2 separate regions of the Mustela erminea genome follow, and region 1 is linked to region 2. The links are chromatin contacts, called in public Hi-C maps. All regions are on one chromosome and are shown on one strand. The core of a region is the stretch at or near the end of the contact, and the rest is flanking DNA. Distances in the headings are between cores, read along the strand shown.

Region 1 (5,740 bases), core at 1,090-3,589, 160 kb after region 2:
CACTCTTGTTTCCTGACTAGACATTCTGCCAGTGATAAAATTAAATCTCAGATATTTAGAATCCGCAATGTATGATATCCAACTATTAATATCCTAGCCTTGCAGATCATTGTAAAAACCGCCAGGATGTGAATGTTGTCTAAGATTTAAATAAGGATTCAATAAGATTATGCAAAATAGCACATAAAAACCTTGCGTAGTCACTATGATGACTCTTGGAGAATAATCAGTGTTTCCTCAGATTTTATTCAATACCAATGGATCGGCAGTTATGTTTTTCATGCTTTTCCATTTTTTCGTGGGTGTGCCTCCAACTTTTTAATCACAAATACTTCTGAATGATACATATTCTTACTATGTATATTGGTTAAAATCTTAGAAGGGAGGGAACCAACATTTTTTGAGTCTAAGTACAAACACTTTGCTAAATGTTTTATTTAATTTATTTAAAGGTTTCATTTATTTATTTGTCAGAGACACAGCGAGAAGGAACACAAGCAGGGGGAGCGGGAGGAGCGGCAGGCTTCCCGCCCAGCAGGGAGCTCAGCATGGGGCTGACCGCACCTGGGGTCACCACCCAAGCCGAAGGCTGATGCTTGACAACTGGGCCACCCAGGCGCCCCCGCTAAAGATTTTAAAGCCATCATACCTTTTCGTTTTCACAATCCTTAAATGATAATTATTATCTCCATTTTACAGACCAGAAAAATAAGGCTGGGGGCTTCAGGGTCTAGGTCACACAGCCACGATTTCCATGTACCTCTGTCTGGCTTCAGAGCCAGCTCTCCTCCCCCTACACTGAACACGGAGTTACAGGGACTGAACCCAGGAGTTCCCAGGTGAGATGCTCCGTCTGCAAGTGAAGGCAGTTCCTCCTGACTCTGAGGGAGACTGAAGCAGGAATGACAGGTGGGTAGAGCCGAGGCCCTGAAAGGATCCTGCAGAACCACCCTTGCCTCTCACCCAGCTGTTCCAGACTGCTCCTCCTCTGCGCTGCTCTCCTTACCCTGCAGCCCAAACCCAAGGCTTAAGCGGGTCAAAGTTGACGGCTCACAGTGCAGCAACTTAACAGCCAGATTCCTGCAGAAGCATTGCTCAATCCTCCCTCCTGAAAAACCCGTCAAAATACACAGCACAACTCCCAAAAATTTAGTTTAAAAAAAACAACAAAACACTAAAAGGCAAATAAGCTCAATACGCTTCTTAAAGAATTCTCCTTGAACTCTCCTTAAAATTCTGCAACGGTCCCGGCTGCGCAGGGCGCAGTACACACCCCACACGACCGTCCCGCCCGTCTCGCCGGCGCACCGGAGGGGACAGTCCGCCGCCACCGCAGACGCCGGGGCGGACGGGCCACCTTCCCGCGGACCCCGACGGCTGAGGGCCTCGACCGTGGGCGGGAAGCGCCGCTCCCGGGCCGCCCGTCGGTCCCCCGCCTCCCAGCTGCGGCAGACCCCACGGCGTCCGGCTTAGCCCCGGGCGCGGAGCGGGACCGGCGGGACCTTCCGGGCCTCCCGCGTACCCCCCACGCGCACGACCGAGCGCTCCCGCCCGCGTCGGGGAAGGACCCAGGCGCGGCGCCGCCCACGTCCCACGAAGCGGGTTTGGCCGCGACGAGCCCATCCAGGGTCTCCCCCAAGGTCACGCCGACGCGCGGAGGCCGCGCGGGACTCCGGGCTGCGCCCCGGGGGCAGGGAGCGCCCGCGCCGCAGCCGTTACACCGGGGCCCGGGGGCGGGACGCGACCGCGGCTGCGGGCCCGGCGCGTCTGCAGGCCTCCGGCCCCCGGCGCGGGCGGCGGCGCGACCTTCACCGCAGAGCCGGCGGGTGCGGGCGGTCCCCGGGGCCCCGTGCGGCCGCGGCAGGGGCGAAGGACCAGCCCGAGGCCCCGCGCGGGGGGGCCGTGCGGCGACGAAGGTCGCGGAGGGCGCCCGCTGCGACCCCGGCCCACGAGCGACGCGGACGCGGGCGGCGCGCACGGGGCCGGCCGCCCCAGCCAGGCGGGCCCCCCGAGGGCAGCGGCGGGGCCGGCGGCGGGGGCGGGGGCGGGGGCGGGGGCGGGGGCGGCGCGCCTCACCTGCCGGGTGGTTGTACAGCGGCCTCAGTTTCTCCGGCAGCAGCAGCTCCACCTTGTCCAGGGCCCGGTGGTAGGTGGCCCGAAGGCCCCGGGCGCCGGCGGCCGACATCGCTGCTGACCGGCGCGTCGTGGGCGGCCGACGGGGACAGCGGCCGCGGGCTCCTCCCTGGATGACAGCGAAGGACACGCGTCACTTTCTCCTGCCCCAGCGCCTCGCGCCCGCCTCTCGCCCGCGGCGCCCTTCCCGCGACTCCCGCGGCCCCTACGAACCGCCGGGTGCCCGGGCCCAGGAAACGCGGAGGGGCGGAGGCTCGGCAACGGCCCGCCCCGGGTCCGCCTCCTTCCCTCCCGCCGCCCGGAGGCGGGGAGGAGTCATGGCAACAGGTGCCCGAAGGGCCGCCTCCCCAAGCCGACCCGACTTCCTAGCGGCAGCGCGCCTGCGCAGGCTGAGCGGCCCACGGGGATTGGTCCGCGCCGCGGCGGGGGCGGGGTCCAGCGCGAACTTCCCGTTTCTCCTTCCTGCCCTCGAGGCCATGTTGGAGAAGGGAAAGTGAAGCTGCCCAGCTTTGATTAAGGTAGCCCGTAGTTAACATGGGCTTTCTGGGTCTTCATTCCCCAACTAAAGATGACGGCGCGCAACGCTCTTGCCTCCTCCGGAAAGAGACTCGTGACTGAGAGCTTCGTGTCTCAGCTTCCTCTCTCTCCGGCCCTCATTCACCCCCAGAGAATCAAGGATTTAGCGACAGTGTCCCGAGCCCACCCCTCTCGGGCGAGGGCAGCCGTGGCGTACGGGGGCCGAGTCCCGGGGAGGGGTGTCGTCCTCTCGCGAGAAAGGCTGGGGCGGGCGGGTGCCGAGAACGAGAGAGGGAGGAGTCGCGGCCGCCTCCGCCTCCTCCTCGCGTCGGAGGGGCCGGGGGAGGGGACTGTGGCCGGTCGCGGGCGCTCGGGCAGTCTGAGGAGGGGAGCATGAGGCGAGCGCCGGCCCGGGCGAGGCGCGGCTTCGGGGGCCGGGGCGCCGCCGCCGTCTGAGCCGCTGCGCCCGCGAGGCCCGGCGCGCGGATGGTGCCGGAGCGGCTCGGCTGCTGACCGCGCGTCCCGCCCTCCCGCCCCTCCCCCACGCGGTGGTCTCCCCTCCGGCCCCGCCCGGCAGAGCCATGTCTCGGGGCGGCTCCTGCCCACACCTGTTGTGGGACGTGAGGAAGCGGTCCCTCGGGCTGGAGGACCCGTCCCGGCTGCGGAGCCGCTACCTGGGTGAGCCGGGGGCCCCGGGGGCGGGGGCGCAGAGTCGCCGCCCGGCGTGGGGGAGGGGGCCGCGCCGCGGGGGCTGTTGGCCGGGCGGCGGCGCCTGGGCAGGGGCGCCCGGGGCCGCGGCGTGTGGGGTGCGCGTCGGCCGGCGGCCCCCGCGCGGGCGTCCTCCCGCGGCCGAGCCCCCCCTGCGTGCCGCCGGCCGCCGCCCTTGCCGGGTTTTCCTCGGGGGCCGGCGGCGGCGGACGCTGCTGGCCGGGAGGTGTCGGGGCGCGTGTGGGGCGGGACTCGGGAGAAGACGCCGCGTCGCCGGAGCGGCCGGGCTCGGAGCCGCCGTCCGCGCTCCGCCGAAGGGCGAAGTTTCTGCCGCCGGCGCCCTGCGGGGACCGGGCTGCGCGCCCACGGCCCGGCGGCGTCCGGCCGAGCCTCGGAGCGAGAGCGGCGCCCCCCGGCCCCGGCCCCGGCCCCGGCCCCCGGCGCGCTCCGCTCGGCTCCGGCCGCGGGGACGGTGTCGGGTTTCGCGCGCGCGGCTTCCCCGCGGAGCTTCTAAAAACAGCCTCCGGGCTCGGGCTCGGGCTCGGGCTCGGGCGCCGCCCCGTTTGCGTCTCGCCGAGCCGCGGGCCGAGCGGGGCTGCCGAGAGAGTGCGGAGCCCCGGAGCGGTCGGCTCGGCTCGGCTCGGCCCGCGCTGCGCTCGCGCGGCTGGAAGGCGATGCGCGTGCAGCCGGTTCCGGCCCGCCCTGCGCCGTCTCCAGGGCTTCGGTTTTGCCTCGAGCCCGCGAGAGCAGCGGCGGCCCCTCTTAGCGGACGGGCCGGGGGTACGTCGTTGGGAGGCGGAGCGGGCGCTTCTCGGTGGTGGTCGGCGACGCGGGCGACGCGGGGCCGTCCCCGCTGCCCCGGCTGGGTGGGACCGGGGCGGCCGTCCGGTGCCGCCGCCCGCCCCGGCCGCTTCTCCGCGCGCGTCCTCCGCGCTTCTGCGGGCACACGCGTGTCTGCCTGCACGGGTGCCCCCGCGCGCCGCCCTGCGTGGACGCGGCCCTGCGTGGACGCCGCCCTGCGTGGACGCGCCCTGCCGTGACCGCGGCGCTGCCGCTGGTCTGTTGCACGGTCGGTCTCGGAGATCCTCCTGGGCGGTACGAGCAGAAAGGCCCGGTCCTGCCGACGGCCGCGTCGTGTCCACGTGGGGGACGGCGCTCCGCGGGCGCGGACTCTGCTCTGCAGCGGGGCCGCGGCGGTGCGCGAAGCTTTGCAGGGACCGTCCTTACCCCCGGTGAGTGCCCGGAGTGGTCCCGACTTTAGACTCACTCCCGGTGCGGGGCAGGTTTTTACCCGACCTCGGAAGACGCGCGGAACGTCCTTTAGCGCACTTCAGGGCTGCGCTCCCCGCGCGTGGGGTCGGCCGGCCCTGCGCCAGCGGGCGGCTCAAGCGCCGACGCGCATTCCAAGTCCCAGGGTTTGTTCGGCCCCGTGCAGTCCAGCCGTCCTTAGAGGGTTAAACACGGAGCTCCGTCTGCGCGTGCGGTTGGCGGGGAAGCGGGGGCGGCGAGCGGGGTCGGGTCCCTGAGGGCGGGTGCGGGTGCGGGTCCGCGCCTGCGCGCCGACAAACGCGGCCCGGGCAGCTTCTTACCTTAGGTCGTGCTTCAAATGTGTCCGTAAGGTATGCTTGGTAACTGGCCTGCTCTGAATCAGCACCCTTTAGAGGTGCTTTTCTCAGTATTGGGGAATAGCTTGGGAGGTAATTCCTTGGCCTTAGGAGACCTTCTTTAAACCATTACTTTCTCTAACTCTTTCCCACCACGAACGCTATCTTGGCTTAGGGTTCGGGAAGTAGTAAATTGCACAATAGTAGCGCCTGAATTAATGCATTTTTTAAAAAAAATAATATTTTGTATAATATTTTACTACAAAGCCTTTTAAAAAGCCCAAGTTCAGGAGTTTCAGAAAGTAGATCCCTTTTTTATTCTGAGACTTCAAACATTTTTTTTAAAGATTTTTATCTATTTGACAGAGAGAGATCACAAGCAGGCAGAGAGGCAGGCCGAGAGGTGGGGGGTGAGCAGGCTCCCCGCTGAGCAGAGAGCCCGATGCGGGGCCGATCCCTGACCGGCTTTTGTAATCTTTATGGGCCAGATGTAAATTTCAGTATAGTGTTTATCTTAAAGAGTAATTATCGAAGTCCGGAGTCAGAAACACCTGTAGATTTAAATGGTTCAGTTTCTTAAGATACTGTATAGCCATAGAGTAGTGTTTTGGAAATCAGTGATTATTATAGTAACTTACTGCTTACATATTATTTTACACATACACACACAGCTTTGTAAACGTGGACATTGCTTGTAAAAGATACTGGTTTCTATACATTTCCTCTTTCTGTTCATACGCCTCTCATTTTAAAGACGTGCCTACAACCAATTTATACTT
Region 2 (6,120 bases), core at 3,496-5,995:
AGATCGTCACAGTGTCCAGGGGCACGAAGGGTCTTGAGAAACATTTCATCCCAGTCACAGCAAATGAAGAAGCCTTGGCACATCTACTTTGACCGACGACACCTCTCTGAGGACCCCCATTATTTTTGTTCCAGTTTGGTACCCAGAAACGCTAGACTCTGGGGAATTCGAATTTTCAGACCTTCAATATTTGCCCCCCTTCTCCTGCAAGAAGCCATTCTGTCCATAGAAACATTAATGAAATCGACTTAGCTTCAGGCAAACCCTTCTCATGGTGGCCTGGGATTCATTTTTTATTCTGTCTGATATTTATTCATTAACAGTCAAATTCTTGGTGTTCCAGGAACCTCCTGCAATCACTACCCACAGATCACGGTGTTCCAATGCCTGTAGCAGCAGGTCTGTAAAGACAGGGAAGGAAGGAATGCCGCCGAGAATACCGGAAGTGGTCCCAAACATCTGGTTGAAATTTGGGTGCCTGTCACCCTCTTCCTACTTTGTCCCATTAATTCCAGGTCCTTCTCTATTTGCCAGCAGTAGACGCTCCTGAGCGCACCTTATCTTATCCCTATTAAGAAAAGATAAAAAGTCCTTAGAAATTCCCAAGGCCAACCCCTCCTTACTACTCTGTTTGTTGTACGCTCCATGAAGGAGGAGGTCTGTGAGGGCGAAGGGCCTGTGTCAATAACTATTATCAGAAGGCCTCTGCACATGATTCTCTCTTATTATTGATTCTGTAGGGGAAATTCTCCCCAAAGAGTCCCTTTTTTTCAGAGGCAGCCGTCCTTGAAAAGGACCCTTCTGACCTGACCGGAAGTCTTCGCTGATTCGGATTGTATTGTCTGAACGGCATTAGCTGGCAAAGGGGACTTTCCCGGAGGAAGGGGTCTGTGAAGAGAAGGAAGGACCTTGGGCTAACAATAATGACTGGAATCCAAGGGGTTTGGGGCTTGTTTTCCCATTTACTCTCTATGGCAGGGTCAGAAACTACAACCTTGCATGACTGGTTTATTTTCTGTAACGTCTCTAGATTAATTTAAAAACATTCATTCATCTCTTCATCCAGCAAAAATGTCTTGAGCATCTGCTGTGTGCAACATGCTGAGTGTGTTCATGAGCAAAACAGAAACATTTCCATCCCCGGGGGGAACACACATTCTAGGGAGACGAGACAGACCCTACATACAACCAAGAAATAAATTGCAGGGGGAGGGTTTGCGATTTGAACAGAGGGCGAAGACAGGCCTCTTTGAGAAGATGACATGAGAGCAAAGGAAACACCAGGAGACATGCATGTACCTGAACTGTTCCTAAAACAGCCATGAGGACAGTGTGGCTAAGAGCAGAGGGCAAGTGTGAGGGTAATAGGAGACCAGCATTCCTATGCGTCAGGCTCTGACTTGGGCCCTGGGAAAGCAGACAACTGTATGGCAAGTCCCTTATATCCCTCGAGGGGGACCACTGTATATAGGAGACAGACAAGCAGGTAACAGCCAGCAGGTGCTGATAGGATAAGAGTAACCTTTACCGAGAACTCACCACCTACACATTACTCTCAGTGGTGTTCGCAAAGACCTTGACACCTAAGTCCCATCGTAGGTTTTCAAATCGCTGGAAATCTGAACGAGTACAGAGCTGTATATGCGCTGTGGTCATGTCTACACAGGGCAGTGTAGGGAGATACTAGAAACGGCAGAAAACCTTTTCAGAGGAACTCACCCTCTGGTGATGTTCTGAAAGATGGGAAGATAAATGCTGAGCGTCTGGGAGCAGAGGGAGGCCTAGGGCCTGAGGAATCCACAGAACAGAGCCCTGCAGGCGCTGGGGGCCAGCGCTCAACCTGAAGGCAGGTTGAGGTTCCACGACTGGAGTATGGGGTAAAGGGCCCCAGACAGGGGCTCACAGAAACTACGCGCCAGCAAAGGGTCTGGACGTCATGCTAAGGACAAGAAGGAACCCACGAAGGCTCTAAAAAGGGAGTTAATGGGAAATCCATTCTATGCACTCTCTGGTGGCTGTAAAAGTTGTGGAAATACCATGGAAAGTCCAGCCCCCTGCAAAACACCTCCGAGCCTGGGTGTTCTTGTTTGTTCTCTCTGGACCCTGGACTGGTCTTCCTCCCCGCAAGCTATGTGGAACTGGAGAAGAAGGGGGAGAAACTGGCTGGGGCTTGAATCTAGGGAAGAGGAGCTGGTGTGCTCAGTCTGGGAGTGGTCACATCTGGGTGTCACCCGGGAGTCCTTATGGAGGCCTGACAGCAACTAGTGCTCAGATAGACCAAGCGCTCCGACCCTTCCAAGAAAACGATGCCTTGGAATCCGTTTTTCCTTTACATCACATACTTGCCGGCAAGGGCATTCTATTGACTTGAGACTGGTGATCTGACCTTTCTTGTGAGCACCTTGTGGCCACATGAGGCTCATGTTCCATGTAGCCCTTCTGTGGTTTCCCTGACATCTAAGTGCCTTCTGATTGCCCATGGGGGTGTTGTCAGCATTTTAAGCTATGCCCAAGGCCCAGCATGTTAGCAGTCTTCCAAGACCAGGTTCTCTTCCTTGGCTTTTAGTTTTGGTGGGCTGGTAGCATTATTCTCCACTCAGGCTAGAAACTGAAGGTCATATCTGTCTTCCTGGATTCTCCCCCCACCCCCCTCTCTCTCTTTTTAAAGGTTTTATGTACTTATTTGAGAGAGAGAGAGCGTGTGCATGAGCGGGAGCAGTGGGGAGAAGTAGAGGGCGATGGAGAAGCAGACTCCCTGCTGAGCTCCATCCCAGGACCTAGGATCATGACCTAAGACACCGATGTGCCCTGGATTCTCTTCTCTTGCTTAGACTTCCCATCCAGCTGACCCCCATCCTGTTGCTCTCTCACTCAACTGAAACGCTTCTCCATGCCTTGTCCTCCTCTCCAGCCCCTTCACCTCTTTCTTCCGACCCTGTCTGCTGTGGTCAACCTTTTAAAACACAGAGCTGAGTGTGTCATTCCCCTTTTACTTCTCCCTACTGCCCACAGAATGAACAACCCAAAGCTCTTCAAAAGACCACAACAGCCTACTTTTCCAGCATTCTCTTTCACTCCCTCCTCTGAAGTTCCAAACTACACAAGATTTACCCACAGTTTCTTGGACCTGGTACTGCTTTCCCATTTCTGAGTTTGCTTTTGCTGTTGCTTTCCCAGTGAACTTTTACTCAACCTCTAAAGTCCACCTCAGGGGCACCTGGGTGGCTCAGTCATGAAGCATCTGCTTTCGTCTCAGGTCATAATCCTAGGTCCTGGGATCCAGGGGTCCTGAGCTCTGCATCAGGCTCCCTGCTCAGCCTGCTTCTCCCTCTCCCAGGCCCCCTGCTTCTGTTCCCTCTCTCTGTCAAATAAATAAACAAGATCTTTAAAAATAAAAAATAAAGTCCACTTCAAATGCTACATCCTTTCTGCATCTTTTCCACATGCCTCATGCACCAGTGGGTCCCACAAGAGGAAGATGTGTGTGTTGGGGTTTATCACTGATGTGGTTCTGGAGTATAGGTGAGGTCGGGTGGGGTGGAGCCGGGAGCTGAGGACCAAGAAAGAATTCTTGAGACGATATGGTGCAGAATGGTGGTTTATTAAAGCACCAGGACAGGACCCGTGGCCAGAAAGAGCTGGGCTATGAGGGGTGGCTGATTATAGACTATGGGGTTGGGGGAGTAAGGAAAAAGGGAAGTTTCAAAGGATATTTACATGTTAAAGAAGACCTAGAAGATACCGCAGTCCTTGCCATTGTCAAGCTAAGGTTGTTTTCCCCCACTAGCAAGGCAGTTGGGAGATTTCCCCGGAAGAATGTCACACGTTTCCCCCCCAGGAGTGGGGGGAGGGAGGAGGCCGCAGGTGACAGCTCATGCTTGGTTTTCAGCCAGTCCTTCTGCTCCCTCATCATCACCCTCCAAGAAGCCTATAACAGGACATGTGTCCTTGAGCACCAATGTCCCTGTTGGCCTTGGGTTTCTCCTTCTCTTCAAGCATTTAAACAGATTTAGTGCCTGTATGTCTACTCTGGAGGCCTGTGTGCTTTTGGGGAATAAAATCTAGGTGTTCTACATCCACAGCACATAATAATTATTCACTTAACGCATTTGTCCTCTAGCCAACCTGTGACATTCAGACACACTTCATAAGGATCTTACAGAGAAGAAAAGGGCAAAATGGTTGTCATGCTTTTTTAGTTTTCTCTCACTACTGCTAGTTATGAGTTGGCTTACAAGGCTAGCAAGCTAAAACAGCAAAAATGTCCCTTTGTTTAAAATGGACTTTATAGACAAAACCCTGAAATGAGGTTACATTTGGGTTTCTCACCATACTCTTTCCCCTCTCTTGTCCTAATGGTCCACACCCTTGCCTGGATCCTTCCTTTTCTTCACTCACTGAGCTCTTGCCCTGCTCCCGTCGCTGACGCGCGGCGCCTTTTGGGGGTACTGAGCATCCCCAGCATTTATTAGGCAACGGGGAGCGGCAGACGCTGTTCGGGGCCAAGAGACCGACGTGAGCAGAGTCAGCCAAGGCCCCTCAGACTCAGGAACTTCCCCACCCGGTTTCCATGGACAAACGAGGGGCGCGTTGTCCGCAGACGGACAAGCAAACGGAAAGCCAGGAAGGAGCGCCCGGCTCCGAAAGGGGCCTCGTGCCCGGCTCCGACGGCGGCGGGACCCCGTGCCCGGCTCTGACGGAGGGACCTCGTGCCCGGCCCCCGGAGCTCCGAGAGCGGGCCCTGGGGAGACTCGGGCAAGATGGAGGCGCCGTCCCGGCCCGCGGTCTCTCCGCTCGCCGCACGCCGCCTTCCCAGCGGAGCGGAGGGCGGGCCCCGCCAGGGCAAGGCGGGAGCCGAGCTCCCTGCGGCCGCCCGAGTCCCGCCGTCGCGCCCGTTTCCTCCGCTTTTGTGCGCGGACGGCCGCCTTTTCCTCGGGGCCCGGAGAAACCCGCAGCGCGGACCGCCAGGAGCGCGACCCGCGGCCGGGGGGCTGCCAAGAGGTCTGCGGGGCGGGAGCTCCGAGAGGCTGAGGAGCCGGCGGGCCCCAGGCGGACACCCAGCGGGCGGAGGCCGGGCGGCGGGAACCCGGCGCCTCCCGAGCCCGGCCTCCGGCGCGCGGAGAAGGGGCCAGGCGTGGTGGGGGGGAGACCCGGGGACTGGGGGGATCCGGGGAGGGGGCGAGGGGTGATGGACAGTCGGTGTCCTCCAATGGCGTCCTCCCCCGGCCGCAGCGCAGGCCAATGAGCGGAGCGCGGGGGCGGGGCCGGGGGCGGGCGCGCGGCGCGCAGGGGCCGGGGGCGCGGGCGCTGGCGGCGAGGAGGACCGGGCGCTGTCGGGAGCCGAGCGGAGCGCAGTGGGGACGGCGGCCCGGGGCGCAGCGGCGGCGGCGGCGGGGGACGATGGCAGCGCCCGCGGGAGTCGCGGCGGGGCGGGCAGACGCTGCCCGCAGGCGCTGGCTGTGGTCGCTGTTGGCGGCGGCGCTCGGGCTGTGTGAGTGGTGCCGCGGCCCGGGCGGGGTGGGGGGGACGGCGGGGCGGGGGGAGGGGCGCGGCGGGGCGGGGGGAGGGGCGCCGAGGGGGAAGGGCGCGGCGGGGGGCTCCCGGGGCCTGCGGCTGCGGGGCGAGGGGCGGGCTCCCCGCCTTGCTCCCGCCCGCCCTGCCCGCATGTGGCCCGGGGGCGGCCCGGCCCCGCTCCGGGGGTTCGGGTTCGGGTTCGGGCTCGGGCGGCCCGGGGTGGAGCGGTCGCCGCCTGTGGGCGCCGGCGGCAGGTCGCGGGGCCTTTGTGGGCGGTTTTGTCGGCCTGAGGGAACGTTTGGTCTCGCCTCGGAGGTGCGGTTCGGTCGAGTCGGGCTCGCCCGCAGGCCCCGACCCGCCGCCGTCCCCGTTTCTCTCGTTCGCGAAGCGCCGGGTGCGTCGCAGCGTCTGCGCTCGGGCTTTCCCGGCGGGGCGGCCCTTGCTGTGGTCTCCGGACCCGGGCGGGCTCGTTGGCGGGGCGATCCGGGGGGGGGCCTCTGGGGCGGGGAATCCCGGCGGCGGCGACGCGCCGAGGCCTCGCCTCGCCTCCGCGGGTCCGCAGGTCTGTGCTCGGTCTCGTCTCCTTTGAGGAGGGGTTCAGAGTGC

What was found. A called contact is a pair of places that touch in the nucleus more often than the background predicts.
Region 1: a Hi-C map of spleen shows a contact between it and region 2, with 4 times the contacts expected there. The contact joins the promoter of MPC2 here to the promoter of MPZL1 in region 2. A contact is called at or near these places in 2 of 3 Hi-C or Micro-C datasets (skeletal muscle and spleen).

What each region holds. Positions count from the first base shown.
Region 1 is chr17:279,333-285,072 of mMusErm1.Pri, forward strand. MPC2 (mitochondrial pyruvate carrier 2) reads right to left here and starts at 2,340. Exons shown (of 5, transcript XM_032318063.1): 1 at 2,077-2,340. The coding sequence starts at 2,185. DCAF6 (DDB1- and CUL4-associated factor 6) reads left to right here and starts at 3,038. Exons shown (of 19, transcript XM_032318052.1): 1 at 3,038-3,327. The coding sequence starts at 3,231.
Region 2 is chr17:112,632-118,751 of mMusErm1.Pri, forward strand. MPZL1 (myelin protein zero-like protein 1) reads left to right here and starts at 4,746. Exons shown (of 6, transcript XM_032318749.1): 1 at 4,746-5,001. The coding sequence starts at 4,761.